4 separate regions of the Mus musculus genome follow, and all the other regions are linked to region 1. Evidence: chromatin contacts called from public HiChIP or PLAC-seq and promoter capture Hi-C data. All regions are on one chromosome and are shown on one strand. Each heading gives the region's core, a stretch centred on a gene start, on an enhancer-like site or on the middle of the called end of the contact. The rest is flanking DNA. Distances are from core to core; before and after follow the strand shown. Region 1 has its middle 92 kb from the start of Gm4802. Region 2 holds the start of Bbx (bobby sox HMG box containing). Region 3 has its middle 85 kb from the start of Gm4827. Region 4 overlaps Gm4827 (predicted gene 4827).

Region 1 (8,000 bases), core at 3,064-5,563:
CTCCATCTTCTTGATTCAACCTTCAACTGTAGACACATTGACTCATTGAAATTCAGCAGCTCTCTATACCACCACCAGGACAGGAAATAAAAGGCTCAGCAACTAATTTCAGGCAAAGACCTTTAGGAAGACATAGTTATGATAAAGACTGAGAGACCACCTGTACAAGCAGTGTCATTAGATCCACCTCAGCACTACAACTCTATCAGAAGCCAGGGAGGCAGATGTGTCCACTCGGCACTGTGTGCAGCTTTCCAGTGGCCAGCTCAGCTGGTTCTAGGTCATACTTATTCCTTTGTGTTTTCCATGTTTGTATAATGAATATTTTCCCATAATCGAATGAGTTCAGGTGGTAGAGTGGTGTCCCTGGAAGACTAGCTCTCATTTGCTTGATGAACTGTTTTCTTTACTTCCTGTCTTTGACTCTCTGACTATCCTTTCTGGGGGCCCACTGAAACAGCTATGTTAGCTATAAGGCTTCAGTGGTTAAAAAGTCACACGTAAGGTACTTTTCCACTGCCAGCTTTAGCTCTGTGTAGTATATCTTCCTTCTAGTGCGTTCAGTCAACCATCACTCAGCCCAGAGGGTGACATTGAGGACACAGCGCTCATTCCATTAGTACCACTAGATGGCAGTATATTCTACCAGCCTCATCAGGGCATGGCTTTATCAACTTGGCCATGTATTGGGGGTTTCTTTTTATTTGTTTGAGAATTTCATACAACATATTTTGAACTTATTAACCCCTGTCCCAATTCCTTCCTGAACGCACTCAGACACCCTCCTTCCCCATCCACCTAATAATAATATGCAGTTCCTTTTTTTCTAATTTCCTTTCTTCCTTCCATTCTTCCTCCCTTTCTTCTTTCTTTCCTTCCATGGAGTCATTCCCTCATAATGGATCTGAGGGCATGCATTTACAAGAATATATATATATATATATATATATATATATATATATATATATATATATATATATATGCATCCTTCCTTGTTCTACATTTAATACTCTTGACTGATTCATCCTAAAAGTGGAATATTCTAGAAAAATTCAAGCATAATAAATGTAAGCATTTAAATATAGTCACATCCAACCTGGAAGTTTTCTATTTTAAAAACTACTTTAGAATTCCAGTTCTTGAGCTATAGCTAAAAGGCCTAAGAATTAATGTGTGTATATATATATATATATAAACTCAAGTTATCCCCGGTGAACTCCTCTAAACCTTCATGTTCTCAGTGCATTGTAGAAGGTTAAAGGTGTCCATTTCCTCTTGAAGAGACTTACCATTCCCTCTGAGTACGTTCTTATCTAAGTGTTTGCTTGGGGTTTATACTGAAGTCAGCACCAAGATAACAAAGGAGATGTAACTTTTTTTATTTGAGAATTATTATTCTGTTTTGCTTTGAAAGCTAACGGTAAGCATTCCTCGGGCTACAGAGTTTGGTTCATCGTTAGAACTGGCCAATTAGAATTGGACAGAGTTAACTGGCCAATAGACAGTAGTCCACTTAGGTTCTCATGTCATTAATATCTAGCAATGTTTTGTTTGCATTTCTTATTCTTTTATATACATTTTGTCTTTGGAACAAGTCTTAAAGTGAACATGTTAAAAGTAGGGGCATCTTTATAACAGTCCTGGGAATAAATCCTTCACCTTTATCTAACTACTCAGAGATTCAGTAGATCTTCCTACCATAATAAGAGTCCTTTACACAGTAAAATCTGTTAAGTGCATCCTGAACCATTTTATTCTGCATTTGGTGGCATTAGGGCACTACTGTGTTGCTTGTTCCCTAAATGCTTTTCCCTCTATCTGTCTGTAATGTCTATAATTAAACATAAGGGCCCAGCTAGGAGTTGCATCCTTCCTTGTTCTACATTTCTAATACCCTTGGCTGAGTCTTCCTAAAAGTGGAATATTCTAGAAAAATTCAAGCGTAATAAATGTAAGCATCTAAATATAGTCACATCCAACCTGGAAGTTTTCTATTTTAAAAACTACTTTAGAATTCCAGTTCTTGAGCCTAAGAACCTCAGTTCCGTGAGGGGAAAAATATGGCCTGTACAAACAACTAGTCCATCCTGTTCTAACCTTTAGGGTCTAGTTTGAACCCAGAGCTCTCCCAGGAACCCTGAAGAGAGCTGCTTCAGCAATGGAGATTTTTGAGATTTAAAGAACCCCAAAAGTTCAATTCAGGCAGGGCCTTCGTTGGATGCCTTTAACATATTCACTTCAGAGAGCTCTGGAGTGAGATGAGAAGAGTCTCCGTCACGGCAGCTTCAACTCTCAGAAGCGGAAGCAGAATTTGAGAAGAAAAGGAAGAAACAGAAAACCAGAGGTTTGCACCCTCGCGCTGATGAGCAGCGGCTGTGGGTTTCGGAATCTTCTCAGGAACAGAGTACATCCTATGTGGCTGCCTTTAGGACAAGGTTTGGGGTCTTGCCAAAAAAACAAAGCAAACCAAAACCAAACCCAAACAAACAAAAACCAGTCTCACTGAGCTCTAGAACCTAGGGCATTAGTGCGATATCATTCACATGGAGCAAACAATGCTAATAGCTGCAGGTTTTATTTTCTTATGTTCAGCTGTCATATGAGGCCCCAGGAAAACATCAAAATGCACTCACAGGCCACACACACACACACACACACACACACACACACACACACACACTCGCGCACACACGCAGAGGGGGGCGGGGTGAGAGAGAATTCGAGTATCCTTGAATTCAAATCCCTTTCTTAGGTGTCAAAAAACTGAAGATGCTGAAGCATGGAAGAAACACCTGTCAGATGAGAAAGAAAGAAGTGTTTGCAAGTCCCTGCCTGCTACAGGGAAAGGGCAAAGGCAAAACTATGGCTGCTTGATGCATCCCTACTGAAAGGACTGAGTGTTAATGGTGTTAGTGTAACTAAGTGACATAGGCTCCCATTTGCTGGATCTCTTCTTTATTCTGTCATGGCAAGTTGGTGACTTCACACATTATGTTGCTTAGCTTCTAGGGGGAAGGTGGGAGATAAAACAAATCAAAACAAAAACAAAACAAAAAGCCCACCAACTACAGAAGGTGGGGAGGGAGGGGAGGGAGTCAACATTGCCAAAGTGTTTCTCAGCATACAGATCAAAGGTACAATTACAAACTCGGGTGATTAACAACAATTATATTATCTATCTGATTAGTTCCCCTAGGTCAAAGCTATGTGTTAAAAAGGAAATCGTTTGAGCCTGAAGTTTAACTTGGTTTCAATATATTGGCTAGGCAACTAAAGGACAGTCAAAACCAAAACAAAGGAAGCCCATTAATGTGTAGACTGGCTTCTTTCTCAAAGGTTGTTTTCAGCCTCAGTTCCCATGAGGTCAATATTTAATAAGGGTGTCAAGCTAAATTTGGCTGCTTGTGTGTTTGAGTTAGCCTAGCTCTTGCTTTCTGGCATTTCATAGAATTGACTGTGGTGAGAAAATCTGGTCTACTTGAAAGACTGCGAATCAAGCTCTCAAAGAAGGTTCTGATGCACTGCAAAAATACTGTGCCTTGAAGTCTGTCCTACTTCCTTCCACAAAGAACAAAAACTGAAAGTACTTTTGCAAGGGAGAAAAAAAAAAAAAGCTTGATTTCAGGTAACGTCAAACCTCAGCTATAAATAAACTCTGTGAGGAAACTGAATCCGCAGAGAGTCTGTGTCGCATCAGGTACATCCGAATGTCGGAGAACAGCTTCCCAATTATAATCATCAGTGCAAAGGAAGTCAGAGATCCAAACAGCTAAGGTTAAGAGGAGAAAGCTGAAGGGATCATGAGCTGTGATGGGCGGGAAAAGGAAGGGGCGGCTGAGGCTCTGGCATGAGCTCAGTATACGCGCGTTAGCTGATGACTCACAGTGGCTATAATCAGTACATCCAGAAAGGACAGATGAGCATCTCACAAAACAGTGCGCACCACCCCAGACCCTCGCTGCTCTGTACGAGTGCAGATTGCAGCAAATGCCCTTCCCTAATCGTGTGATTCAGTCTGAGTCTAGTGCAAGGAGGAAAGGGCGTAGAATTCCAAGGGAAAATATATGTAGTCACGAAAGTCCAAGCAATCAAGAATAATAAGACAAATTTTAGACCTCAAAGGAAATTATCACCAGAAAGCAGGATGAGGTTCAAGGTCATGCTTCTGTAATCTCCATAGAAACTCAGGCAGTCTGATAATACAGAACCCAGAAAATTGAAGGGACAGAGAAAGCAACAGAGGGCGGAGACTCGACCAGACCTTAATAATGTAGCAAATTGTGATTGAACTCACTAATTCCCGAGTGACCCAGCATGGACCCATTGGTAGGGAAATGACGGAACAGATGTTACACAGCCTCCTCTAGACTTGATAAGACCTCCACACTCAGGAACTCAAAGGTGCCCTAGTTGCCTGCAGGCAATCAAGCCAATCAAAATTCCAGCAGAGATGGGCGTGGAACTCACAGGCCCCACCTCCAAGCTATTCTTATTGATGGCTGCTGGGAGGATAGTTCCTTTTCTTCCAGGGATGTGCTCCTTGGTAGGTTGCCCATGCTGTAGTGGTTGGCATGACATCACGCGCATATAGGGCAGCAGTAATTGGGCTCAGTGTGTTTAAAAATAAAAAAGGACACGAAAAGGAACAGGAAGGAGGACGTGATGGGGCCCTGTGAGTTTGGAGAAGTGGGGAAGAGGATGATAAATCAACATACACTGCATATATGTATTTATTTATATACTTATTTTCTAAAATAAATAAAAACATGATATTAAAAAATCTGAGTAGGTAGCATGTGTGTACAATACTTATTTACAAATGGTTGAGCACTTGCTGTTGGCAGGGTGCTGTGCGCATCATTCTGGTCAGGACCTCTACACGTCGGTGGACGACTCAGCTGTTTAGGGTTTTATTTATACAGATGTTTTCATCGGCATGGCTAAAGGGAAGGAAGAGATTGTTCAGACGTTGATGGATGGACTAAGGGGCGGGACCCTTGTGCCTGCACTTGACCTCCATCTCACCAACAGGAAAAGGGAGTAGCTCAGGACCAAGCAATGTTCATGGTCACCATGCACGAAGGGCACCAGTGCAGAAAGTGGGCTGAGACGGATGGATGGGACGTGTTGGTCACTTTTGTCTTCCCTGTCACCAAAGAGCAGTGAGATAAAGCTTAAGGGAGGAAATGTTTATTTTGATTTCTGGTCTGGGAGGTTCTAGTGTTGTGTGACATCCAGGACATTGATGCATCAGAAACATTCACATCCTGTCATAGTGGAAGGAACGTAGAAAGAGGCCAATGCAAAATAGACCTTCCAAGGACACGCTTCTAGTGACCTGCTTCCTCTATTTACCCGGCCCTTTACCATCTCTCAATAGTCATTTTGCAAATCTATCAAGTAATTAATTCAGTAGTTCAGAAGCTTCGCCATCTGTTCATGTCTGAAACGCCATCATAGTCACACTTAGAGCTGTGCTTCATGGATCCCCTGGACATCTCTCAATCTAATCAACATTTACAATGGAGAAAAGCCACCACAGGGGCATACCGAATCCTTAGGAAGCACCAGCTCTTGTTTTCCCTATATTGTTTTATCATTTCCATGAAATGATTAGGAGTACAAAAAGAGAACACGGCGGATCAAGTTCATGGTACATCTTATCTGGTCTACACTCTGCTCTTCTGAGATACACCCAAGGAAGATGAGCTTAGAAATGGATAAATTAAAATTCCTTGCTACAAAATTCATTGATTTGTTTTGATTTGAGTGAATAGAGGAGTACTCGGCAAGGCTTTTTCTACAGAAGGTCAAACAGTAAATGGGATATATAAAGCCCACGATCTCTGTAAATACCACACAGCTCTTCAGTGTTAGTTTGAAAGCAGCCACTGACAATAAAAGCTTAGCTGAGTATGGTGAGATTTCACCATAGCAAACCATTTGCTTGCCCTGGTATATAAACTCAGATATCCAGTGATGTTCAACCATCTTTCCCCTCTTAATATTCCACTCCTCCAAACTGAATTATGTTAAATTTTGCCATATAATCTCAACTTATAGATGACTTGTGACTTACTTTTTGATCGACTAAATTGCTTCTCAATTTTAAATAAAATATTTTGGTTTATTTTCAGGAACCAGTGTTTCAAACTTTAATAGGATTCTTAGGAGTAAAACTATCTTGTTAACCATTTAAAGTTCACTCATGTGCATTCAGTTTAGGATATTCTGTTATTTCTTGAAATAGATGAACAACATTAAAAGAAAAGTTGACCCATTGAGTTACCACTATAAAGTCATTAGCTTTTCAAAAGTGTAAGATTTAATGCTGTTTGTATTGCCCTGTTCTTTGATTTCTTTTCTTACGTTTGAGAGACAAAAAGGAACTTCTTATTATGCTGCCTTAAAATATTCATGAGGAAATTTGGATTTTAAAAACTTTTTTTTTACTCTGTATGCAGTATGTTAATTGTTTAGCAAGCATTTTGGGGCTCGTATCATTTCCAGTTTTCTTAAACAACATTTTTTTTCTTGTTGCAGGTACTTGTGATGTTTCACAGACAATGGGAGGAGGGTATAGGAAACTTTCAGGATAGCATTTGAAATGTAAATAAAGAAAATATCTAATTTAAAAAAAAACCTTTTTTTTTCTTTTTTACTCTTCATGCAGTATGTTAATTGTTTAGCAGGCATTTTGGTGCTTGTATCATTTCCGGTTTTCTTAAATGACATTTTTTTTTTCTTGTTGCAGCTACTCGTGACAGTTCACAGACAATGGGGGGAAAGCTACCATTTGAAACATTCAGCTTGTTATAGCAGAATGTATTACTGTATGGAAAATGTTGACAGCAGGTTAAATATGAGTTCATCTTCCTGTATACAGGGAGCTGGGTAGGCAAAAATGGAAGATAGAAAACTGTCTACAAGCTAGTGCTGTTGCATCTGAGCATCACTTCTTGGGTTTGCAGAGGCCATTGTTCAGAACGCACAGAGCGGGTGCTTACACAACAGAAATCCGTGTTGGTACAGTTCTACAGTCTATAAAGTCTGAGAAGAAAGGGATGGCAAGTTCCGTTTCTCTGGAGATTTGTGCCCTCTGCCTACAGAAGATAGTTACCTTCTGGCTATGTCCTCATGTGATCTTTCCTCCTTCCTCACATACCCTTGCTATCTCTTTTTCTTGTTATGAAGATATAAATACTACTGAATTAAGGCCACTTTTTTTTAATTTCAATTGCCTATTAAAAGTCCTGTTTTCCAAATAAAGTCACATGTCTCAAGTCTGAGGGTTGGAACTTCGACAAACAAATTGGTGGATGTATAATTTATCCTTAACTGTCTTAGCTAACTGACTATCCATGTAGTTCTGTAGGATTCCAACCTTGGAGCTTAATAAAAGCCCTGTACCTATGCACAGGTGATTAAAGATCATCCTCAACTCATAGAAGCTAGTGAGACGGGATAGTGGAGGAACTGCACAAACCCTGAGCTATGGAGGCATTTCTCCCCCATTTCAAGAACTGCTTCTGAAAATTAATTCCCATGAGGATATACATCGTCACGATAAGTCAAACCTACCTCTAACACAACTACAAATCTTCGCCATACTCATCTGCAGACCACAGAGATTAACCTTAGAGGTCAGGGTCTGGGCCTCAGGACAATCAAATGAATGATCTAATTCTGACCCAAGAAAAAAATGAACAATGAACCACAATTCACATTCTTTCTAGAAGCTAGCTTTCATCTATTTTATGATGACAAAGATAGGAAAGAGATACTTGGGGCTTATACAAGTACAAACTTGTATGGCCAAGGCTTTGAACAGTATACTTCACAGAGACTGAATACGTCAGCCACAATTTCATCATGTGGTAGTAAAAGACCTACAAGAATGTTGAGAAATGAAAGTCATAGCGAATTCCTTAAGTTTTTGGTTGGTTGGTTGGTTTGCTTTTCGTTATTTGGAACACACAATTACTGTCAAGATTTTTGTC
Region 2 (8,000 bases), core at 3,492-5,991, 930 kb after region 1:
GAATTGAATCCGCATATTGTGGTACATACTATAAATTCACCTTCAAAATAATCCTATTAAAACCACTCCAGTTAGTCCATGATATATGTGACATTATAGGATTGCTGACTGAAAGAAATACCTGTGAGGACTGGTGTAATATACTACTCAAAAAATAATCCCACAAAGTTTAGATTACCTAAACACCCAGTAATATCCAAGCATATTTGTTACTGGCTATGGACTACCACAAAGGCCTGGTCTTCAAATTTAATCCCTTTAGCAAGAACACATTTTAATATATACATTATCCCACCCAGCCAATCAGGAAACAAGAAAGGCAAGGATCCTAAGTTTTCTTTCATGAAGAACTGAATTACAACTCATTTTTATTCACAAAGCATAATTTCTAAATCACTATGGTACTATCATAAAGCACCACAGTTGATTTATAAAAGTCAGTACAGCTAGCTTTCTTAGGCCATCGGCAATTCCATATGCCTTGACAGAAGAGAGGCAGACTTGCTAATTAGTTTTCTGTAGTTTCCAAACACCGTGTTGCTCTTAAATGCTGTTCAAACACTGTTTTCACTACGCGGTTATCTCTCACAAACTTTGCAGACACTAACTATCCCAGATATGTTTTGCAGATTTTTCCATTTCGGAGATTTGGGAAGCGTATATTTGAAAATGGCAGTTAACGATAAATCTCAGAATAGATGTTTATGTACCAAATTTCTCCAATTGCATAAATCTTTGTGGAAGTTAGGACCAAATTTGAATCAGACTTGTACATTAAATAAAAGGCTTACTGTACCACCTAAATACAACCTTCCCCAACCCAAAAGTAACAGAGAAGATGGGAATCTGGAAGAAAACACATCACATAATTAATTAGAGAAGTCCCCACTGTGGTGCTTTTTTGGGTTTTTATTAAGTCCATTCATACATTACAAGCTTCTACATTAGTGTCTGGAGAATTTATTAGGCCTTCAACTCTGTATAAAACTTCGACCAACTAAATTGTCTATTTGATAATTAGTTTTCAAGTGGCACTTGCAGGTAAACAAGAAACAAACATTTCAACTAACTTTCGCTGTCAATAACCTGCAGGTGAACTGGAAAGACTAAAAATCCTGAGTTTGGCTGTGAGAGAAACTCAGTGAGACAACTGCGGGGTAGAGAATTATAACCCCACATGACCCCACTACGCATCTAATAATGACCCTTCTGTCACTACCAAGAGACACCCAGTTCCCTCTCTCAGGAGTGTGCATACTTACCCTGGAAGGTAAATGGGAGGCACACAGGAAGGAAGATGAACTGCAGCAAAGCCTTTGTCAGACGATAGTGACCTATAGGTAGCAAATAAAAGCACATCATCAGAATGGGAAGGCTTTCCAAGAGTTCAATGAGGGAAGGGCACAGCTCCATACCAACCCCTTGCCTGTCTCCACCCTCCTCCACGAAAGAGCAGCAAGGGCAGTAAGGGAAAGCATCTTTGATTATTCAAAGGGGGTGGGGGCAGCCCAGCTGGCATTCCTGGGTCTGCCCAGAACCTTGCTTCCTACTCTGTCTGTACAAAGCAGAAAGTTGATCTGTTCTGAACAGCAAAGCCCACACCACGATCATTCATCAACTTGCACAAGTGATCACCACCCCCTGGGCAAATACACCGGTAACCAAATCGGTAAAGATCGATAGGCACTCCGTGCCTCCCTCTGCCCAAGAGCCAGGCAGCCTGGAGGAGCAACCGTAGCAGCGGGTCCAGGTATCGCAGCCCTCAGCGCTGCAGACCTGGGCGGCCACAGCCAGCTCCCAACAGCCTGGCTGGGTCACAATTCTGAGACGGAGATCGGAGTCGACCTGGGGAAACAAATTCTCCACAGCCCACGACAGCAAGCTCAGGCCACCAGGTCGGCGAGGTCGGGGTGGGGGAGGCTAGGAAACGCCGAGGGAGAAGGAGAGAGGGAGGGATCCCGGGAGCCCACCCAGGCTTTGTTGCTGGTCACCATCAACTTTGCATCTTAGTACAAAATGTCGATCTTTAAGGCTGACAAGACAGAGGCAGAGGTAGAGGGAGAAAGAGAAAGGCAATAGAGTCCATCTTGCTTTGGGGAAGAGGGGGAAGGAAAAAAATGAAGTGCAAACCCTACACTCCGGGCGTAAAAGTCTTCTAAACACCTTTCCAGAACGTAGGAGCAACGAGTGGGGTGTCCCTGTGCCCGTGCCCGCTCGAACTGGCGGCGGTCTGGGGGGAAAAAACGCCTCCTTCGCCTCCTCTTCCTCCTCCTTCCCCTCCTCCTTCTCCCGTTCCTCCTCCTCCCGTTCCTCCTCCTCCTCCTCCTCCCGCGGGCCCCGGCGAAGATCCCGCCGCCGCTGCCTCTGCCGCCCCCCAGGGAGGCACCGCCGCCGCCCGGCCCCGCGCTGCCATTCCAGCCTTGGACCGCGCGGCGTGGCGCGCGTGGGGCCGGGTGCCGGGTGGCCGCCCGGAGATGTCCGCTGCGGGGACCCCCGCGCCCCCTGGCCGTAGACTGGCTACAAAAGTCGCGCGAGCAGAGGTGGCGGCGGCGCGCAGGGGAGAGGACGCGCGTGGGGAACCCACGCCGCGAGTGGGCAGCCCCAAGGGATGGCCGAGAGCGCCCCTCCTCGTGCAGGGAAAGTACCCCAGTCCCCGCCAGCCAGCCCCAGGAACAGCAGCCCGGCGTCCACGGCCGGTAGACGAGAACTGGACGTGTCATTAGCAGGACAGGCAATGGTTTCAAAGCCCCAGGCCAATGACCATTAGCCGAGGCAGAGCTAGCTCGGTCCCCATCCCCCACCACCTCCACCCACCTCCCCCTCCAGCTACCTCCCCCCCCCACCTCCACCCCACCTCGAGAAACTTTTCAACAAGATCCACCTGGGCTAATTTGTCCTCAGACAGTTAAAATATTGACTAGACCCTACACACTGGGAAGGAAGGGGAATGCACGCTTTATTTTCCTTTCTGTAGAAAGGAAAGCAAAAAATAGCTTGTCTCTGTGTCTCTCCCTCTCCCCCCCCCCTCCTCTGTCGTACATGTTGTGTCTTAGCTTTTTGCATCGTTTCGTTTTACCTTCCTCATTTAGCAGAAATGATCGCGGGTATTTCACACATAAACGTGTTCCAGATTCCTGGATTCGGGGTCCTTGTAAATTACAAGAATCCGGTTCGGTCTCAGTTACGTTAAGTTTCATGCGATCTCCCCAAAATAAATTTTAAAATAATAATAATAATAATACATTTCTGAGGGTGAGCGAGCGATTCGAGGTGGAGGAGGGAAAGAAGCCTCCAGTCTGATTTCTGTAATTTACTAGCGACCCGGATCGCAGAAAATAACAGTGTAACACGAGCGTGGCTTCCGAGGGTTGGGGAGCTCTTTCTAGAGGCATCGACCCCATCCCCGGATAAAGGATCTGCAAGTTTTCTGTCATCGCGACCGTGCAATGCCATAACTTACCTTCAGAATGAGTCTTTAACCAGCCAAGGCCTTCCTCCTCCCCTCCACCGCCACCACCCCCAGCCTCGCTCTCTCCACCTTAAACTTATTGACACAACATAATCCCACATTCAAGCAAAATCCTGACACAGCCTCCCTCGTCCTCTCCCCCCTCCTCTCTTCCCTCCCGTTTCTCTCTCTCTCTCTCTCTCTCTCTCTCTCTCTCTCTCTCTCTCTCTCTCTCTCTCTCTCTCTCTCTTCCCCTCCCTCTCCCCTTTCCCTCCCCTCCCCTCCTCTCCCTCTCTCGCCTTCTTCGCCTTCTTCCCCTCTCCCCTGTTCTTCCTCCAGGCTACTCTGGCACTGGAACAGCACTTTCTCCACTCGCCGCGCATTTGGCTGGGGGTGGGGGGTGAGGGGGACACCGATCTCGGGGCCGGAACACCCAAATCCTAACTCTGCAGATGAACGAGCAACCGGGCTGCCGGTCCCGGTCACCGTCGCACACACACCAAATGTAGCCCCGACCCACCGAGGGCAGCCTTCCCGTACCTTCCACCCCTGCCCCGGGCTCCTCAGGCCCCACCTCCCCCGGCAGCCGAGCCCTGCCCGGGGCTCCTCCACGTACTTTCGCCTCCTTGAAGTTTGGGGCTCCCGGGGCGGCCACGAGCCGCCCGCCGGCGTGAGGGGACCGCTCCGTTGTTGTTTTCCTCGGGCGGCTCAACCCCGCGCCCCGGCTCCGTGCCCCCTCGGGCGGCGCTGCCCGGGCGCCGAGAGGTGCTGCCTGCAAACGCAGCCTGGCACCGGCTGGCCTACTCCTCCCCAGCCCGGCCCCCAGCTCGCGCTCGCCGGGCAGCGCCGCGCGCCCCCCGGCCCGGGCCCGCCGGCGCGGCCGCCGCGACCCTCGGCCCGACCTCTCGCCACCCAAAGTTTTGGCTGAGGGGAAAGTGGCCCGCGAGGCGCCGGCCGGTGGCGGCTCGGGCTCCGGACGCGCGGGTTCCCCTCGCCTTCCTCAAGTCCACCCTACCGGCTGCCGCCGCCGCTGCCGCCGCTCCTGCCGCGGAGTCCTCGGGCTGCAGCCCCGGCGGCTCGCAAGTGAGTAGGAAAACAGAAAGTGCGGGAGAGCGCCTGCGAAGGCTGCGGATGGCGGGCGCCTACCTCGCGGGCTCGCCGCGGCGCGAGGGCGTGTGTGTGGCTCGCCCTCAGCGGCCAGTCAGGGGCTCTCTATGGGAAAGTGGAGAGGAGCTTGCGGAGCCGCGCTGCCTCCGCTCCACTGTACACTGCTCCACATACAGTACATGCAACCCGGAGAGACTGAAAACACTCATTTTATATAAGGCAGCCTGCCATTGGCCCGCGCCGTGACGGACGGGCGGCGCAGCCAAACAGGAGGCGCGTTACACCCAAACACACGCACACATACACACATTTCACAGAGACACACAAAGATCATCACATTTTCTATTTTCTAATGTTCGGGACCTGTAGACAGTGGGCGAAGACAGGTAGTGAGGCCCAGCAGAGTAGGGGTCAGGAAGGAAGCCCTCTCTATACCAAGTTGCCAGGCTTGAAACTGGTGTCCTTTTGACTTGGGAGGGTTATGGTAATAAACTACAACTCCACTGGATATGGAAGTGAGGAGGGATGGGTTTGATCGCTGCCTTGTGGTGCCCCATGAAAGAGGCGAGCATTGTGTTATGATTTTACAGCCCGGCCTGCTAACAAGTGGCCGAGAAAGGCTTTTATCAGCTTAGATTTCTTTTGTCAATGGGTTAGCCATCACATAGGCCAAAATAGTGCGAGATAAGTTTATCAAGACTAGAATGCTTTGAGATTGTGACTGCCTCGTTAGCAAGCAAATTCAGAAAGTAAGAAAAAAAATCAATACAACAGGCAGAAACAAAGATAAACCTTATGCTAAAGTAGCCGAATGTGCACTTGAAAGTCAGAGGGCAATCACCTGTATGGGTACACAAGGTGTGCTGAAATTACACACCTTGTGGGAAAATGACAATCGACAGTCTGCCTTAGAAATAGACCTCTTGGTTCAATATAGCCAAGATTTATAATACACACACACACACACACACACGCGCGCGCGCGCGCGCGCACACGCACACGCACACACATCCTTTGTTTTATGTATTTCCCGCTGTATATGACTACTCTATGGTGGGTGATTTCTAGAGACAATGAAAGCGAGATCTAGTTTTAATGATATTTTTACTATGCTGTATCTTTGGCAGATCTTGTTAACAGTTTGATATAAACAAGTCAAAGGGATACTTAGAAAGAACCGAACCTAGGAATTAAAACAGAATAAAATGCACACACAAGTTTTTAACTAGTTGAGCAATCTTTTGAGCATATGAGTTCTTTTAGTCTCCTTCATTCTTAGAGTTGATTTTAGTTTTTATTTAAAGATTAAAATAAGCTTTCCCAAGATTGCCTTCATTAAATGGTTATTCAGCATCTACAACTCACTGGGACTATTCTAGGTCCCAGATGTTTTCCTGGAGTTCCTTCTGACCAGGATCCAAAATTTTCAAGAATCTTAAATACAAACAGTTTTGAAGATTAAATAGTATGATTTTTATAGTCTAACTGATAGCCTAAATTTTAAAAGTAAACCGAGTAAGAAAACCTTTCTGTTCTGGTTTTGGGTTTTGGACTTTTTGTTTGTGTGTTTGTTTGTTTGGGGGGGGGGGTGGTTTTGTTTTTGTTTTTTGAGGCAAGGTTTGACTGAGTGGCCTTGCCTAGCCTGGAAATCACTAGATATATCAGGCTGTCTTTAAACTCACAGAGACCCCACTGCCTCTATTTCCTGAGTGCTGGAATTAAAGGTGTGCACCACCACATCTGTCCCAGCTGTTTTATTTCCTTGATTCGTTCCTAAGATATTTTTTTCATAGTCATAAATAAATTAAGTGAACATGTGTGCTTGCATAAGAGTAGAAAAAGAAACCTAAAGAAAAAGAAGTTTATGAAGTTTAGAAAGTGAAGTACTGTTTAGAGGTGTGGTATTCTGTTTATTTTTAAAAGAAAATAAATTTTAAAGAAAAAAATCCTCTAAACCACGGGTATTCCAAGTGATAATACTGAAAGTCCTATCATATCCCTCTGCATGCAACTGACAGAAAGAAACAAGTATTCCTTATCCACAGTACACTGGTCTGAAGTCTGCGCTAACTCCTATCTCTGTCTTGCTATATGAGAAAGGAGGCAGGGACAAACCAGGTAGGCACAGATGTCAGTGGTGAGAAAATGAAGCCCCGGACATTTCCTAGGTTTTGAGCAGCTGGAAGGCCCTGTTTTTGAAATGACAACTTTCACAGACACAAGGCAGACAGAGGAAACATTTCTGGAGGGTTTTGAGGTGCTTCTTTTTGAAGAGTTAAAAATCAGCAAAAGTTGATATATTTAATTGCTGGGTGAAGCGTTACGACTTACTTTTAGCATACTATATAAAATAAAATTTAGGGAAGGCTAGCCCACTCCTCACTTTTACTTCCAACTTCCAACTTCCAGGAAGACATACTTTATTTTTATGATTACGTTTTTGTTGAATACATTTAACATAAATGAATCATATAAAGTTACAGTACCCAACACACATTACACAGCACTGTCAGTAAGAGCCTACGTGTAGACTACGTTAACATTTGTATATTTATCTGTACATTAAAATATACCAGTATAAATAAATTATTTATAATTTATAAAGCACATGGTCATAAAAAATGAAGTCATGCGCTGAATAAAAAGTAAAATTTGAATGTTAATTTATTCCATAGTCCACGTGGATATGGGCGTCTATTCGTACCCTCCAGGCTTTTGCGTTCTAATTTAGCGGTCTCTGACAGTGAGAGGAGCTGACTGGCCTGACTGGGACGTGAGAGCACAGGGAGCATGGAGCATGGACTGAAGTCTCTTACAAGTCATTTCTTAACGGAAAATCGTTGGGAACTCACAGCCTGTAGAACAGCAATAATTATACTTGCACGCCTTTACTCCCTGTACTTGGAAGGCAGAGGCAGGTGGATCTCTGTGAGTTCATGGCCAGCCTGGCCTATGAAGAGAAAGCCTGTCCTGAAAAATAAATAAATAAACAAACAAATAAATAAATTGTGCATTAATGTTTCATTTGTATGAGCATCATTTTGTTCTATAGGTCTATTCAATATTCTTCTTCGTGACATTTGTTGAATAGGTTCTCTGTGCCAGTCCCTCTAGAAAGTTCATTTTAAGTATGTGCAGATGTGAGTATATAGATGTGTGTCAGTTATCTAAATACATAAGTAATTTTTTCTATTTTGTTTCCTTTTACAATCCTAATTCAAATCCTGATGTTACCTCTCAGCAGCCTTAGAAAAAATACTTAATCACCCTAGAAATTACTTTCCTTGTCTATAAAATGGGAATAATAAGTGTAATTAAAATTTAAATGTGTCATATATGATATATATATAATTTTAATTGCTCTTATTATCCCCATTTTTTTAAACAAGGGGAAATATATATATATAATAATTAAACAGTCAATCAGTGTTATTTTTATTTATCT
Region 3 (8,000 bases), core at 3,858-6,357, 650 kb after region 1:
CTGTTCCCATTTTTTTTCTTTCTTTCTTTCTTTAATTTTTTAAATTCTTCTTTTAACACTCAGGGACAAGATCGTCTTCAAATCCAAATGACCTCAGAGATTTGATCATAAATTAAAATACCCAATAAGATGCAGCCCACCCGGAAAGCAGACAGGTCAGGCTGGGTTTTCTTTGCTGGTTGGATTTGTTGGCTCTGGGGGCTCAGACATGCCTTATGTTCGATGAACTTCAGAACAGGGCTGCCAAGAAAACTGTGAAATCCTCAGTACCCCAAATCCCCAAGCCAAGAGAGACAGCCACGTGACCAAGCTGCCTTAGGAAATGGAGGAGCTAGAGAAAGTACCCAAGGAGCTAAAGGGATCTTCAACCCTATAGGTGGAACAACATTATGAACTAACCAGTACCCCTGAGCTCTTGACTCTAGCTGCATATGTATCAAAAGATGGCCTAGTCGGCCATCACTGGAAAGAGAGGCCCATTGGACACGCAGACTTTGTGTGCCCCGGTACAGGGGAACGCCAGGGCCAAAGGGGGGGAGTGGGTGGGTAGGGGAGTGGGGGTGGGTGGGTAAGGGGGACTTTTGGTATAGCATTGGAAATGTAAATGAGCTAAATACCTAATAAAAAATGGAAAAAAAAAAAAAAAAAAAAAAAAAAAGGAAAGCGAAGTTTTAAGCTAGATTAGTGACTTCTAAATTAGAGCCTCTCCCCCATGACAGGCTGCCATGCTTCTCCTACTCCTTAAAAGTATGAGGAAAGCATAAGCGATAGACATGACTTTCCATAATTTAAATTTATTCCATTTTAATTATATGTTATATTTGCAGTGCATTTCCTTTATTGTAACCCCACATTCTTGCTAGTAGCTAGAAATTTATTTTTCACTTGTCTTAAATAAAAAAAAAATTAGTGCCTCACTATCAATCTTAATTTCTTTTTTAAAGTTTTAATGGGCCTTGAAATCTAAAATTCTGGGAATCATTGGTCTAGATAATCTTCATTCAGCTGCCTGTCCTTAGGTCACATAAAGAAAAACTGCTTTCCCCACAGACTAAGGAAGATAAAAGATCAACTAAAACTCATTGCCCACCACACTACACTAATGGTTTATGCATATGAATCATTTGATTTAATTTTTTGCAACTATCCTAAGACAAAGATGCCCGGTTACAGTAGGTAGTGTTACCAGTTGTTGGGATGCTGGCCAAGTGTTTCTCAGTTCTTGGGCTCACGTAGGTTTGCAAGAGAAACAAGGTAACCTTAGAACAAAGCAGCAGGGCAGGTTGTAGAGGGTACACAGTCAAGACTGACAGAGGGCTGCCTGAGTAAGAAAATTCAGGTCCTTGATCATTTTTGGGGTTTCCTCTTATGGGGTTCATGTGAAAGTGGAATTAACTACTCAGGTGTGTGGTTTGGGTGGTTCATTTTTTCCTACTGGGCATGTCCATTCCCACAGTGCATCTGATTTTAATAATATGCACATCCAATTATGCATAGGCATGAAATGATAGAGAATACAGTTTTGCCTACTGACCATGCACTCAAAACCCTTTCAGAGTACAGAGGCCCTTTTATTTTTCATACTTTCATACAAACCTATACCGGGGGGAATATTCCAGCCACTCTCTGTGGGATTCTATAAGTAACTTGTTTGATTGTTTTTGTTTTTTTCCTTTTTTTTATTGGTTATTTTATTTATTTACATTTCAAGTGTTATCCCCCTTCCCAGTTTCCCCTCCACAAACTTCCTATCCCTCCCCCTCCTCTGCCTCTATGAGAGTGCTCCCCCACGCATCCACCTACTCCTCCCTCAGCTCCCTACATTCCCCTCCCCTGGGTCAAGGGGCTCCCCTCCCAATATACCTTAGTTACTTTTCTACTGCTGTGGCAAAGTGCTGTGACCAGGGCAATTTATAAGAGAAAGCATGCAATGTGAGAGCTCACAGTTCCAAAGGGTTAGAATTTAGACCCATCGTGACCAAGGCTCAGTAGCAGGCAGACAGAACTCTCGAGCAGTAGCTGAGAGCTTATGTCTGATCTACAAGCAAGAGGAAGAAAGAAAGAAAAGGCTGGCCCTGATTGAGGCCCTGATTAAAGCCCACCACCAGTGACACACTGCTTCCAATAAGGCCACACCCCCTAATCCTTCCTAAATAGTTCCACCAAACATTCAAATATATCAGCCTATAGGGGCCATTCTCATTCAAACCACCACTTCCTCCTAAGAAAACCAGCAACAAATGGTGTTCCCAAGGAGGTTGCATAAAAAAAAAAAAAAAAAAAAAAACAAACAAACAAACGAAAAAAAACACTTAACCTTTTAAATGCATCTTTTTTTTTTTTTCAGGAAATCTAGGCTAGAGTAATGGATAGCTGGGGCATGGTGATACAAACAAACAAACAAACAGACATGTCAAATGGAAGCTAGCAGCACCAGTGGGATTTTGAGATGCAGAACACCTCAATCAGGCAGTATTCAGAGTTAATCAGAGACCATTTGTCCAACCGGCCCACTGTTCTCAGCTCCACAATCCAGCCCTGACTCCTGCCTTTCACATGATATCTCTGCTGCACTTGTGGTTTGCAAAATCGGTTCTGCACATGAGCTAAACAGTGTGGGAGCAGAAATCAGCACTGCGGCAGTGGTGATGGATAATTGCAGAATGGGGAAAACTGCTCCTGATTGAGACACTCTCGATTTTTATTTTGGATTCAAAATCAAGGGCAAGAGGATAGCTGTACTGTAGGCCCATTTGAAACTAGAGGCCTTGAATCTGAACCCTAAGCTGGGTAAGTGGCATTGTCATTTTGATGCTATTTTTCACAGATAGCACAAGATACCTTTGTAGATAGTAATATAATTTTTTTCCTTGCAGGAATAATAGAGAGAGGAATAAGTCACTTTGACTTGGATACAATAAGGAGATTAAATCACTTTTAAGTTACCAGAGGTGGTTTTGCTTTTTTGGGAATAGAATAAGGTAGATGGTCCCCAGAGATAATCAGCTAGCATGTTATAAAGTATGTCTCCCTTAGAATGCATAGGTCCTAATCCTCCAGTGCTGTTTAAAGATGAGACCTTAGAGGGACTGTTAGATTTAGAAGAGAACATGAGAGTGAGACCCTTGAGAGGATTAGTGTAGTTATAAGAAAAGAGATACAAGTGGGGGTTGGCTAACTCAGTTGGTCAGAACACAGTGCTAATAAGAAAAGAGAACAATTCTCTCTGTCTCTGTCTCTCTCTATGCTCTCTCTGCTTCTACCTCTCACTCTCTCTTTCTTTTATACACAGAGAGAGAGAAAGGGAGGGAGAGAGAGAGAGAGAGAGAGAGAGAGAGAGAGAGAGAGAGAGAGAGAGGAAGGAGAGAGGAATGGAAGGAGGGATGGAAGGGGAAGGGAAGTATGGAGAGAGGGGTCGCAGGGGGGAGAGAGATCATCTTTAAGCCAGGAAGAGTGGCCTCATCAGAAACTAACCAGGCTGGCACCTCACCTTACTCACAGCCACTTGAAAATAAGCCACCCATCCCACAGCAATTTTGTTAGAGCAGCCAGAGCCAAGGCAGAGTCATGTGACTGTTCTTCCACCTATGAAAAGATTGCTCAATTTCAAAGGGAAGCAGTTGTAACCAGGATGTTTTGTTTGGTGTTTGAAAGGCAGTAAGTACAGGGCCCTCAGATATTTTGAGTCTCTGGACAGCAAGGGGAAGGCAGGCCATATTGGAATAGCCACCAACCAGATTCTGGCTCAGTGCATGTAAAGTGGAACTCCAGCAAGTTAGGTGCTGTCTCTCATGACCACAGGCAGCATGAACGCATTGGGTCCATTTTGGAAAGATGGAAACTGGACTATTGATGGCTTATCCTGGTGTGAGTAGGTCAGCCTGAAGCCCAACAATCAAAAGTACTGGTAGTCAGCAACAAAGCCCGTGGCAGTATGGTGGTAGAGGACAGCCAGGTCATTTACAATTAGATGTGGCTGGCTCCTCACATGTCCTGTGTTGCCTACAGCATGGGATAATTCAATGGCAGAAAAATCGAAAGGGCTATAATAGATTTGTTGCTCATTTGGCATCAGAGATCCTAGACTGCTTTGTGGTTTTCCCTGGGAGGAAAAGAGAAGCTGTGTGCCCAGATTTGCACTCTGAGTTTATTCAGAGTTTGTAAGAGAAGTAGAGAAGCATGACTTCTTTTGATATAACAACCTAGCATTATTCGGCTCTGAGATCTGGAAATTCCATAGAAAAGGAGTACTACACCATGTCTAAGAACATGGGCCTCTGGGCCTGGTACCTCATCACCTAGATGCAGACTCCAGCCTTGCCAGCTTGCCATCTGTGTGACATTCAGCAAACTCCTCTCTATGAGCCTCATTTCTCACATGAATGCAATTGCAATGTCTTCCTTCAGGAGTGACAGTGAGGATTATTTATAAAGAACCTGGAACTGTGTCTGCACAAATAGTCCATTATTGTCCCAAAGATCAACAAGTACATTTCTGAGACCACAAATCAACTTGCCCGTATTGCTCTTGAGAAGCCTATTAAGGGGTCAAGAGGCTGGGGCTGTGGTGGCTCACACCTTTAATCCCAGCACTTGAGAGGCAGAGGCAGGCAGATTTCTGAGTTTGAGACCAGCCTGGTCTACAGAGTGAGTTCCAGGACAACCATAACTACACAGAGAAGCCCTGTCTCGAAAACAAACAAACAAACAAAAGTGGGGGGAGGTCAGAGGCATAGCTCAGTGGTAGAGTACTTGATTGACATATACAAGTCACTGGGTTCTATCCCCAGCACTTCAATAGAAAAATGCCCATTAAAGTCACCAACTGGTCCAGGATCCTAAGGACTACCCCAGTTTTGTTCCTGAAAGTCCCACATGCAATAAACCTAGGTGGTATTGATTACAAAGAGGGAGACAAAGTGGCATCAACTGGTCAAGGCCCTTACTGTAGAAGAGATATTCGTTTGGAAGGATGTGAAGTTACATTGAACATGAGACTCTCAATGCCGGTGCTCCAGGTGTGAGCACCAGTTGGTCTGGTACATCTATATAATCTCTAGCACGGTTTTGGTTTGGTGGCCTGAATCTTCCAAGCATGCTTTGAATCCTCTAGGGAAACAGAAACAACACAGCTGTGGTCTTTGCGAACCTGCTCTCATGAGCTGCAAGTGGGTCCTGATATTTGCAGACTACAACTCTGAATAATCGTCTAAGATTGCATTTGCAGGTCATTCGTCTCCAAGGAGCCTGGTGTTCTTGGCAGTCATGATTTAATTAATCCCACACTGTCTCTGGGCAGAACAAGTAGGCAGGTGTGATCATCTCTGGTTTTGCCCATTACATGACTTGGAGGGGTGCCTGCTACTGAGGGGCCTTGGAAAGAGATGTTCCGCTATGATAATGGGTTGTATTTGCTGCCTATCCTTTCCAATGGTTCTTGCACTTGGTGTGACTGTAGGGAACCTAAGTGAAAAAAAAAAGTGTATTCTCCATATAAACATTCTATCTCTCTGTGCTCTCACATGGTCAACCTTACGACCGATAGACAATGCACTCAACAGCAGCATTCACTTGTCAGTAGGGCAGAGCTCCTGCAGCCAGAAGCAGCATTCCTTGCTTAACCCTCACACTAAACATGTATGGCGGTGCCTTCTGTGACTTGCAGATTGACTAAGCCATGGATCCGTAAATAAGAAATGTCATAATGTTACTCACACTCTGGCCTTGAAGAGTTAAAAGAGAGAAGTGAAATTTATTTCTCTGCTGGAAAAGATGAGCTGATAAAGATGCTAAAAAGGAATAAATAATACTATGGCAAAAATAGCAAGCATTCATTGAGTAGAGTACCCAGCTCCATTCTAAATAGTGTGTGTGTTTGTTTGTGTGTGTGTGTGTGTGTGTGTGTGTGTGTGTGTGTGTGTGTGTGTGTAGGATAGAGACATAGACAGAGAGAGAAAATGAGTTATTAAAGTCCTCACTAATAAGGCAGAAATTCATTTTTCAAGGGAGGAAACAGAGATGTGGAAATGTAGTCTGATGAATGTTATAGAACTAACAAGAGTCAGAGATGGCTTCCAAGACTTCAGGCTTAGCCGCAGTGTTGGAAGCCCAGCAAATGCAGAATATTCATTAGCCCAGCAATTTCAGATCTGCATATATATCCAAGGGAGATGAATCAGTATCTGGGAAAGACATCTGCATTCTCACATCGATTGTATCACTGCTTGTGATAGCCAAGATCACAACAAGAAAACAAACCAAGCATCCATGGGTGGGGAGTGAGTAAGAACATGTGATATGTATTCATTGGAATACTGGTTGGCTTCAATACTCAGGGAAATTCTGTCATTTGAAACATAATTAATGAACCTGCATGGCATTATATTTGTCAAATAAGTAAGCTATATGTCATATTCCTATCCTTGTGACATAAACATTATCTGCTTGTAGGAAGGGTTTGTTTCCTCTCTCAGTCTCAGAAGTCATAGTTTATAGGTACTAGGCCCAGTCATTTAACATGATGACAGCATATGGCAGAGGTTATGAAGAGAGAAGAGATGAGGGGCCAGGAGGGTAATTCCAACTAGGACCGACCTCCTAAGTTTCTACCATTTCTCAATAATGCCATCAGCCGGGGGTAGGGGAGAGGAGATGCCTGCCACAGAAGAACTTTGGGCAATATTAAAGATGCAAGCCTGCACAACGCAGGAAAATACTATGTGATCTTGTGCATATGTGGCATAAGAAAGTCAAACCTAGCCAGATGCAGGTACACATGTTTACTTGTTATCGTCTCATCTACTCTGGGGGCTGAGACGGGAGTTTTTCCTCTCAGAAAGATAAAAACAACAACAACAACAAAAAGAAAGAAAGAAAAAGAAAGATAAAATAACACAAGAAAAAGAAAGTTAAACTCAGCCTGGGGAAGAAAACTGATGTTTCCAGGGGACTGAGGAGGGTTGTTGGGGGCAGGGATAAGAAGCTAGGCAAGGAACAAAAGGCTCAGGTAGACATGAAGGGCTCTCAACTGCATGGAGATGATGGGAAGTGATGCTATATAGCAATTTTGCAATTTGCTGAGAGTAAGTTGCAGAGGCAACAATGTGAGGTGATGGACACATAGTGACGGATGATGGACACGTGGTAATGGACATGTGGTGGTGGATACATGGTGATGGACACATGGTGATGGACATGTAGTGGTGGACAGGTGGTGATGGTCCTGTGGTGGTAGACACATGGTGGTGGACATGTGGTAGTAGGCATGTGTGGTGATGGACATGTGGTAATGGACACATAGTGATGGATGATGGACACATGGTGATAGATACATAGTGATGGACATGTGGTGATGAACATGTGGTGATGGACAGGTAGTGATGAACCTGTGGTGGTGGACACACGGTGATGGACATGTAGTGGTAGGCATGTGTGGTGAAGGACACGAGGTGGTGGACACATGGTGGTAGGCATGTGTGTGATGGACAAGTGGTGATGGACATGTGGTGATGGACCTGTGGTGGTGGACACATGGTGATGGACATGTCGTAGTAGGCATGTGTGGTGATGGACATGTGGTGATGGACATGTGGTGATGGACAGGTAGTGATGGATCTGTGGTGGTGGACATGTACTGGTAGGCATGTGTGGTGATGGACACATGGCACTAAACACGTGGTGGTGGACACGTGGTAGTGGACATGTGGTGGTGGACACATGATGGACACATGGTAATGGATATGTGGTGATGGACACGTGGTGGTGGGCATGTGTGTGATGGATACGTGGTAGTGGACACATGGTGATGGACACATGGTGGTGGACATGTGGTAGTGGACACGTGATGGACACGTGGTGATGGCATGTGTGTGATGCACACATCGTGATGGACATGTTAATTAGCTTGATATGATAATCATTTCATAATGTGTACATATATCAAAGCATCGCACTGTATTAAATATATATGTGTGTATATATATATATATATATATATATAT
Region 4 (8,000 bases), core at 1,755-4,254, 560 kb after region 1:
GTCTTCATCAGAGTTAAATCAAGGCCAGTGTCATGCTCTCGAATCTCCAAAACTAAATAACCTTTCTAAAAAATACTTTGTCCAGCCTCTGGTGCTTTGTTTCACCAGTAGAAAACTGACTAATGTACAGTGATCAGCAAACAATAGCCACACAGTGAATTCAACCTGATGACATAGGATGCCGATTTGCTTTGTTGTTTTTGTCTTTTCATTTTGGTATTCGAGCGTAGGTGTGTGCGTGGGTGCATGCATGAATGAGTGTGTGTTCTTGTATTATGTGGGGAGGTCAGAGGACAACTTGTAATAGTCAGTTCTTCCTGTCTATCACATAATCCTAGGGATCAAACTCATGTTGTCAGACTTGGAGGCAGGTGTCGTCACAGGCCAAGCCATCTAGCCAAAGCTGTCAGGTTTTCTGCAGCACAGCCACTTTTTGATTTATATGTTATCTATGCTACTCCATGCTAAAATGGCAGAGCTGAGGCTCTGTGGAGGCAGAAGTATATATTCTCTTATCCTCTGTAAAAAGAAAAAAAGTTGCTCTTTATCGTACCTATCTAAAATTGTACACAAGTTCCTTCGTTTATAGCCTCAGGGGAGTTAGAAACCTACTGGCCAGTGTGGTCTCTACAAACAACTCTTAAAATGAAAAAACACAGCCAAGGAGGTAGCTCAGTTGCTAGTGTGCTTATATAACACACACAAAGGCCTGGGTTCAATTCCTAGCACCACATAAAACAGGTGTGTGGTGGTGGACACCTGTAATCCCAGCACTCAGGATACGGAGGCAGGAGAACCAGAAGTTCAAGGCCAAGGCCATCCTTGGTTATGTAGAGTGTTTGAGGGGATGGATGATGAAACAAACGAATAGATACAGTCATGTAGATATTTAGTAATCCAGTGGGGAGTAATAGTTCGGTGGTAGAACACAAGGCAAAGTGTGACGTCATGAATTCAATTTGCAGAACTGGAAAAAAAAATGAAATAACTCTTTCTCTCTAATCCCCTTGGCTTAATCTCTCCCTTATCTGGGATTAAAATTTACAATTCCCACATATGCTTAGTTGCTAAACAGGCTCACAGCTCAGGAATGCATATGCAAAAGTCTAAACTGTTGATCACATGCTATTAGGAAATTCTGGGGCATTCCAACTGTTCTCCCTAACCAAGATCCTTAGACGCTACAGAAAAAGTGTTTCCAGTACTTCCTTCCTCCTTAGAATGGGGAACAAAATACCCATGGAGGGAGTTACAGGGACAGAATTTGGAGCTGAGACAAAAAGAAGGACCATCCAGAGACAGCCCCACCCAGGAATCCATCCCATAAACAGCCACCAAACCCAGACACTATTGCATATGCCAGCAAGACTTTGCTGACAAGACCCTGACATAGCTGTCTCTTGTGAGGCTATGCCAGTGCCTGGCAAATACAGAAGTGGATGCTCACAGTCATCTATTGGATGGAACATGGGACCCCCAATGGAGGAGCTAGAGAAAGTAACCAAGGAGTTAAAGGGGTCTGCACCCCTATAGGAGGATCAGCAGTATGAACTAACCAGTACCTCCAGAGCTGAGTCTCTAGTTGCATAGGTAGCAAAGGATGGCCTAGTCGGCCATCTTTAGGAGGAGAAGCCGTTGGTCTTGTGAAGATTATATGTCCCAGTACAGGGGAATGCCAGAGCCAGGAAGCAGGAGTAGGCGGGCTGGGGAGCAGGGTGGGGAGAGGGTATAGGGGGGTATAGGGGAATAGCATTTGAAATGTAAATGAAGAAAATATCTAATAATTTTTTTTAAAAAAGAAAAGAAAAAGAATGAATCAACACATAAAAATCAATTTAAAAAGAAAAAGTGCTTCCAGGTTCCTCAGGAGGTTTTGATCAGTTTTACTGTCCTAACCCCATAAATTCTGAACACTGTTGATCTTCAGAAATGCCCGGGCATACCAAGTGTCAAGGACACTGTAGGTATATTGAAGGCTTTCAATAAAATACAAATCGGGCTTTAATGAAGTGTAGCCTTCGCAAAGCCATGGAACAATCAGAACAATTTGTTCTTTCTGCTTGACCTAGGAGAGCTTTCATTTCCTTATCTTCTATGACCAAATTTCTCAACAGAAATGCAGAGGCAGCAGGGAATGGCTGTGAGAACGCCCCTAGCCCAAGATGACTATCTCAAGGGTAATGTGGACTACTGGAGAATTTGGTCGCTCAAGGCTAGCTAAAAACATTCTTTCTTGCCTTTATGGGCAAGTGGTGAGGTCTAATGGAAAGGTGGTCATGTCTGACCTTGCTTGCTGGATTAACCACCCGCAGCTTCATAAATTTAAGCACATTCTGTTCTCTCTCTAAATCTAATCTAAAGAATGAAGACTGCGTGCCTTTGCAGAGTTACTGTGAGGATCTATGGAGAGGGCCTACAGTGTACAACAGTTGATAAATGATATGGCAATAGATTCTATGAGTAGGAGGATCAGAGAGTGGAGAGCGATGCCAGACATGAGCACTCTGAAACAGTCAATGTGGGTTCCATTCCTTAACTCCCTCTATTGAGGAGTTACACTACCACCTACACCCCACTCTGCTTTCTTCGTCTGCATAGAGGGGATGGGGACTAAAAATAAACTCTAGACACTGTTGGAAGAATTTTGACCATAAAACAGTGAAGACTTGGACCACTAGGCATCCACAGGCTTGTAGCACCATGGCTGGACTCTGTCCTGAGTCAAAAAGTCCATTTCCCATGGCTTCACAAAAACAAAGGATTTAGAAATCAAGTCAGGTTGTTTTTGTTTTTGGTTTTGGTTTTTTTTTCCCCCAATTTCTTCTCTGATTTCTTGTAAACTGAGCATCCTTTGTTTTAGTGTTTGAAGACAGGGCCTCAAAATGGGGTACATGCTGTTTAACTTTCTCTGACTCATCAGAAAGAAACCCAAAGCCATGGATGTCATGCTTCGCAGGAGACCGGGTGAGCATAAGCAGAGGGAAGAAGAAGAATGTGATGCGCTGACTCACACCAAAGCTGATGTCTGGCAGGCCTGTGAGAGGTGGCTCTGCCCTCTGTGACATGGGAGAGAAGTGAGGACAGGATGAGGGAGTTCCTTAGTCTGCTAGCAGAGCCCTAACTGCCTCACAAACTAGGCAGCTTAAGATAAGAGGGGTGCATCATCTCCCAGACCTGGAGGCTAAAGGACCAAAAGTCCCTGCAGCATCACAGTGCTCCGAAGCCTGCGGGGAGGACTTGCCTGGCCTGTTCTGGTTTGGCTGCACTCGTACCTCACTCATGTGCTTCCTCTGATGGAGAACATACGGCAGCCTCCCCATGGTCTTCACATCGTCTGCCTCGTGTCTCTCCTCTTAGCAGGATACCTATCATACTGGATAAGGGTTCACTCAATTCCAGTATGACCTCTCTTTGACTTCATTATGCTTGCACTGACTCTATTTCCAAATAAAAGCACATCCATGGGTTCTAGCAGTTAGGATATTAATGTATATTTTTGGAGGTGGTAATTTAAACAATGATAAGTAACCAGAGAAGGGGGGATGGTGGATGGTGAGAGGTTGTATTTCATTCCTTTCATCAGCTCTTCTAATCCTCTACCCCCTATCCTCTACTTCCCTACTCTCCCACTCACCTATCCCCTATTCCCCCACCTCCCACTCCCTACTCACCCAAGCCTTCTCCCCGACTTCCCTATTTTCCCACCTCCACTCCATCACTCCTCTATCTCCCTCTCCCTCACTTCCCTATTCCCCCAGCCCCTCTTTCCCACCCCCACTTTCCCCTTCTCCCATCATCCTTCCCTCTTTAATGCTTTATACACCTCCAAGACATAAACTGGCCCCCTTAGTCATCATCATTTCCCAGCAAGACCAAGTTCCTTGATACGGAATATGAAAGTGGGTTAAATTGACCCAAAACATCTTCCCATGCAGAGTAGAGACAGATACATGCCGTAACTCACTAGGAAGAAGCATTGGAGTGTTCCACTTAGTGTTGGGGAATAGATGCTGCTGCTGTGTCTGCACATTCTGGTTGGTTGTTATTTTTGCAGTGCTGCACACCAAAACCAGGTCCTGTGCACACTAAGCAAGCACTCTATCGATCAACCGCTGATTCTCATTCCCAGTCATTTCTCTATACGATTTTTAGCTCTAGAACTGGTGAAAGGCAGGAGTAAGCAAAAGGTGATCTTCTCATCCCAGGTGATGCTCCTTTATGACAACCAAGCATGCACTGTGACTTGGAAGTCAATGAACAGAGCAAAGCCAGTGTGATAAGATTAATTGTTCACAATTTACCAAGTTGTAAGACATAGAATGCACTCCTTCGTGTATTCAAGATCTGGTTAATAAGACCTTGGCTTTCCACATGTTTGAAGGATCCTTAGGTCTATCTTCTGTGCAGTTTAAATCCTGATTAAGAATTTAATCCTCCTTCTTTAAGGCTGGTGGTTGTTGGGTAGCAGAGAAATACAAAGTCTTGAAGTTGAGCAAAATGGAGCTATTCCAGGAAGAGCAATAGAAAGACAGAGGAGACCCTGCATTGCCTGAAGATTAACACTAAAGTTCCCAGTATATGGACACTGAGACTCCACTTAGGAAAGAGCCACAGAAGAAACCAGCACAGGGCTTCTCTGTGCTTCGTGCACAGTGTGAGTTAATGCATGCAGACCAAAGCATCACCCATTCCTCCTGAAGTTTTAGATTTATATGGTTAAGTCATTTTCTTCCACTACATTCCTGTACATTGACAAACATTTTCCCTAGGAATGGTAGCTCCCTGGCAACAGCCTCAGAGTTTATTACATCCTCTCTTGATAGATTGACAGCAAGTCCCGAGGGTTTCAGATTGGACTGTGGATACAAATATGATACACTAAGAAGAAAAATTCTTCTATCCAGCAGCTCTGTGTGCCCCTGAAGCAAGCGGCAGTAGAGCTGACTCTGGGCATTGTCACAGTACTGGGGCATGGCAGTATTGGGCTTTCCCAAAGGGTGAAGAAGGATGGATCCAAGAGAAAAATCAACTTGTTGGCAAAGAGCTATCTATGAAACACACTGTTTGCATTTGGTTTTAACTTCTAAAAGGCAGGCTTTCTGTTTTAAGGACTTTCTATTCATTTACAGTGTGGAAGAACACATTTTCACGATGAGTTTGTGCCAAGGATGATGTCACTGGGGATCTTAAAGTTGGTTCACAAGCAATGCCTTAAAAAGGTTTGAGCAAGTTCCTCTGTCTGCTTAAGAATTTCTGAAGCAGGTCTGTTCTCAGGGCTTGTGGTGTCCTTTCTTGCTAGGAGTTAATTCTTTTCACCATCCTTTTCTGTTCTGCCTCCTAATACTCCCAGGCCTTGCAGCTCTCTTCCCGCTGCACAGAGCTCCTCTAGATGGCTTGCTCTCTGTATCCTTCCTATTAAGACTCCATTCCACCCTCAATCCTATCACCATGCTTTGTTGCTGTTGTTGTTGAGACAAGGTCTCATGTATCTCAGGTTGACCTCAAACTCACTGGGTAGTGAATCTTGAACTTGCTGTCTCCTGCTTCCAGGTCTATAGTGTTGGGATTAGGGCATTTATGCTACCCACTCCTGGTATATGTGATTCCAGGACTCAAATACAGAGATTTGTGTATGGTAGGCTGCTGAGGTTTTGTCTTATCCTAGCTATTGTAGTGCTAAGTGTGGGCCCCAAGATCTGCACATAACCCCTGTGACCCTGCCCCCAAGTTATTTCTCATTGGTGAATAAAGATGCCAATAGCCAATAGCTGGACAGAAGAGACATAGGTGGAGTTTAGGTTTCCTGGGTTTGGGGTCTGAGAGGACCACTAGGGAAGAAGGTGCAGGAAGGAGGAAGGAGAAGTGTTGCATCCACTCCGACTAGCAGGAAAGATGCAACACCACGTTGTCCTCTTTCAAGCAGGTTTATTCAGAAACACTTTGCATTGCAATGCAGGAACGGGAATCCCCCCCCCCCCCCAAACAACCCGGGCGTGCCTTAAATACCCTACTGACTCCTCCCAATTACCCCAGTCATGTAACGGCAGTCCATTGGTTCACAGCAAGTGACGACACCTCAGGTGAGCTGACAAGGCATGGCGTCTGCGCAGTACAGGCAGCTGGGATGTGGCTAAGTCTGAGGTAATGAGGAAGTCAGGTGCAGGTCATAAGACCTGGCAGCCATCCCGGGCACCATCTTGGGGTGGCGGCCGCAAGCTGCTGTGAGTTAGGTGAACCACAAGATCATGGACTTGTGTCTTAGTTAAGGTTTTACTGCTGTGAACAGACACCATGACCAAGGCAACTCTTATAAAGACAACATTTATTTGAGACTAGCTAGCAGGGCAGTGGCAGCACACGCTTTTAATCCCAGCACTTGGGAGGCAGAGGCAGGTGGATTTCTGAGTTCGAACCCAGCCTGGTCTACAGAGTGAGTTCCAGGGCTACACAGAGAAACCCTGTCTGGAAAAACCAGAGTGGGGGTGGGGGTGGGGAGAGAGAGAGAGAGAGAGAGAGAGAGAGACTAGCTTACAGGTTCAGAGGTTCAATCCATTATCATCAAGGCAGGGAGCATGGCAGTGTGCAAGCAGGCATGGTACAGGAGGAGCTGAGAGTTCTACATCTTGTTCCTATAGCAAACAGGAGAAGACTGGCTTCCACGGAGCTAGAGTGAGGGTCTTCAAGCTCACACCCACAATGGCACACTTACTCCAACAAGGCCATACCTACCCCAACAAGGTCACACCTCCAAATAGTGCCACTCCCTGGGCCAATCATATTCAAACCATCACAGGTGGCCAATTGGAGTTAAGAGCAACCCAGATGAAGCATAGTATATAGTAAGTGATAGCTCAGGGTTATAGATAGGAAAGGAGAGAGAGAGAAAAAAAAAAGGAAAGGAGACACTTAACAGCACAGAGGGTAGGCAGCTGTCCAGCTCTTGTGTTGTTTAAGGCTTATTGTAAATATAAAGTCTGTGAGTATGTTCTTTATTCAAGAGCTCAGTAACCAAAGGCAGGGTAGAAACTCCTGGCCAAGATTTAAATATTTACTATAACAGTAGACTAGTACTCCCTCAGCTGAGCTACACCCTCTGGCCTCTGTATGTATTCCAGAGTCCAATTCAATGATAATGGAGCTAAGAAAAAAAGGAGGTAGTTTATAGGGCTAGTGTGAAATACATATAAAATGAAATTATTAAGCACAGCAGTTTATTCATACAGGTTTTTCAGAGATCTGCTTAGAAGTAACTGAAAGATCTCTTCTCCTTTTCTTTTTAAAAGATTACAAGGGGAGGAGGAAGGATGGAATAAGGGGTTTGCAGAGGGGAAACCAGGAAGGGGGATAACATTTGAAATGTAAATAAATAAAATAACCAATAAAAAGGCAGACAAAAGTCTTTACCAATGCTACTGGCAACCTCCAGGACCTGATGGTGAAACCCTATTGCTGTAGACACCACATACATAGTATAGAACATGGAGAAATCAACCTGGTATTCACCTCGATGCTTCATTCCTATTGGATGCTAGAAGGTCCTCTACAGGCAGCTGGATGAGGAAGGTAACCATCAGTCTCACCTCTCTGTGAATCGTGTGAACCACAATAATAACAGCCTGACAGGACATGCCCACTGATGCACTAGTGGCATGACGTCATGGGAAACCAACCACTTTCTCCTCGGATGTAAGTCCCACTCCACAAGATGAAACCTATAAGTGGTGCCATTACTGTTCCAAGTGCCTTTAGCTAGATGGGTCACTGGCCTAGGGGAGAACTTACTACTAATATACTCCTAAATAGATATAGTATTAATCCAACTTCTAAAGACTTCTAATACCTATAGATACTTGTAAAGTATTTAAACTTTTTAAAGACTCTGGGACTCTCAAAGTTGTACTGTATTTTATATCATGATATTAATATGAGATCTTGGAGATAAATAAAGGAAAGGTGTTGTGTTTATGTATCAAGCTGCCAAGGTGTGAAGTCTCCTAGCT

Evidence for each region. Promoter capture Hi-C pulls out the DNA fragments that hold promoters and counts their contacts. HiChIP or PLAC-seq counts read pairs in DNA pulled down with a chosen protein or histone mark.
Region 2: a promoter capture Hi-C map of hippocampal neurons shows a contact between it and region 1, with 2.1 times the contacts expected there. The contact joins the promoter of Bbx here to the enhancer-like site in region 1. A contact is called at or near these places in 5 of 39 promoter capture datasets (the 3T3-L1 cell line, hippocampal neurons, liver and 1 more), 1 of 484 Hi-C or Micro-C datasets (B cells), 4 of 115 datasets of contacts at active chromatin or transcription factors (embryonic forebrain, large pre-B cells, memory CD8 T cells and 1 more) and 1 of 9 other capture datasets (liver).
Region 3: a contact with region 1 is called in a RAD21 HiChIP or PLAC-seq map of pro-B cells, with 6 times the contacts expected there. The contact joins two enhancer-like sites. A contact is called at or near these places in 1 of 15 datasets of contacts at CTCF or cohesin (pro-B cells), 1 of 484 Hi-C or Micro-C datasets (bone marrow-derived macrophages), 2 of 115 datasets of contacts at active chromatin or transcription factors (embryonic stem cells and large pre-B cells) and 1 of 9 other capture datasets (embryonic stem cells).
Region 4: a contact with region 1 is called in an H3K4me3 HiChIP or PLAC-seq map of bone marrow-derived macrophages, with 9 times the contacts expected there. The contact joins two enhancer-like sites. A contact is called at or near these places in 1 of 15 datasets of contacts at CTCF or cohesin (CD8 T cells), 3 of 484 Hi-C or Micro-C datasets (embryonic stem cells, liver and pre-B cells) and 3 of 115 datasets of contacts at active chromatin or transcription factors (CD8 T cells, bone marrow-derived macrophages and memory CD8 T cells).

Annotation. Positions count from the first base shown.
Region 1 is chr16:49,500,413-49,508,412 of GRCm38.p6, forward strand. No RefSeq gene overlaps it. Among named protein-coding and RNA genes, the nearest start is that of Gm4802, 92 kb to the left of the region's middle. Within about 2 kb of position 4,314, at least 87 of the 459 cell types and tissues checked have an H3K27ac peak or open chromatin away from gene starts, as enhancers often do. A contact at or near this core is called in B cells, bone marrow-derived macrophages, hippocampal neurons and 2 more, where this site is marked.
Region 2 is chr16:50,427,648-50,435,647 of GRCm38.p6, forward strand. It overlaps Bbx (bobby sox HMG box containing), which reads right to left and starts at 4,742. Exons shown (of 17, transcript NM_027444.3): 1 at 4,595-4,742; 2 at 1,263-1,334.
Region 3 is chr16:50,153,399-50,161,398 of GRCm38.p6, forward strand. No RefSeq gene overlaps it. Among named protein-coding and RNA genes, the nearest start is that of Gm4827, 85 kb to the left of the region's middle. Within about 2 kb of position 5,108, at least 2 of the 459 cell types and tissues checked have an H3K27ac peak or open chromatin away from gene starts, as enhancers often do. A contact at or near this core is called in pro-B cells, where this site is marked.
Region 4 is chr16:50,060,712-50,068,711 of GRCm38.p6, forward strand. The region is part of intron 1 of Gm4827 (predicted gene 4827); the gene reads right to left. Among named protein-coding and RNA genes, the nearest start is that of Gm4827, 8.1 kb to the right of the region's middle. Within about 2 kb of position 3,005, at least 34 of the 459 cell types and tissues checked have an H3K27ac peak or open chromatin away from gene starts, as enhancers often do. A contact at or near this core is called in bone marrow-derived macrophages, where this site is marked.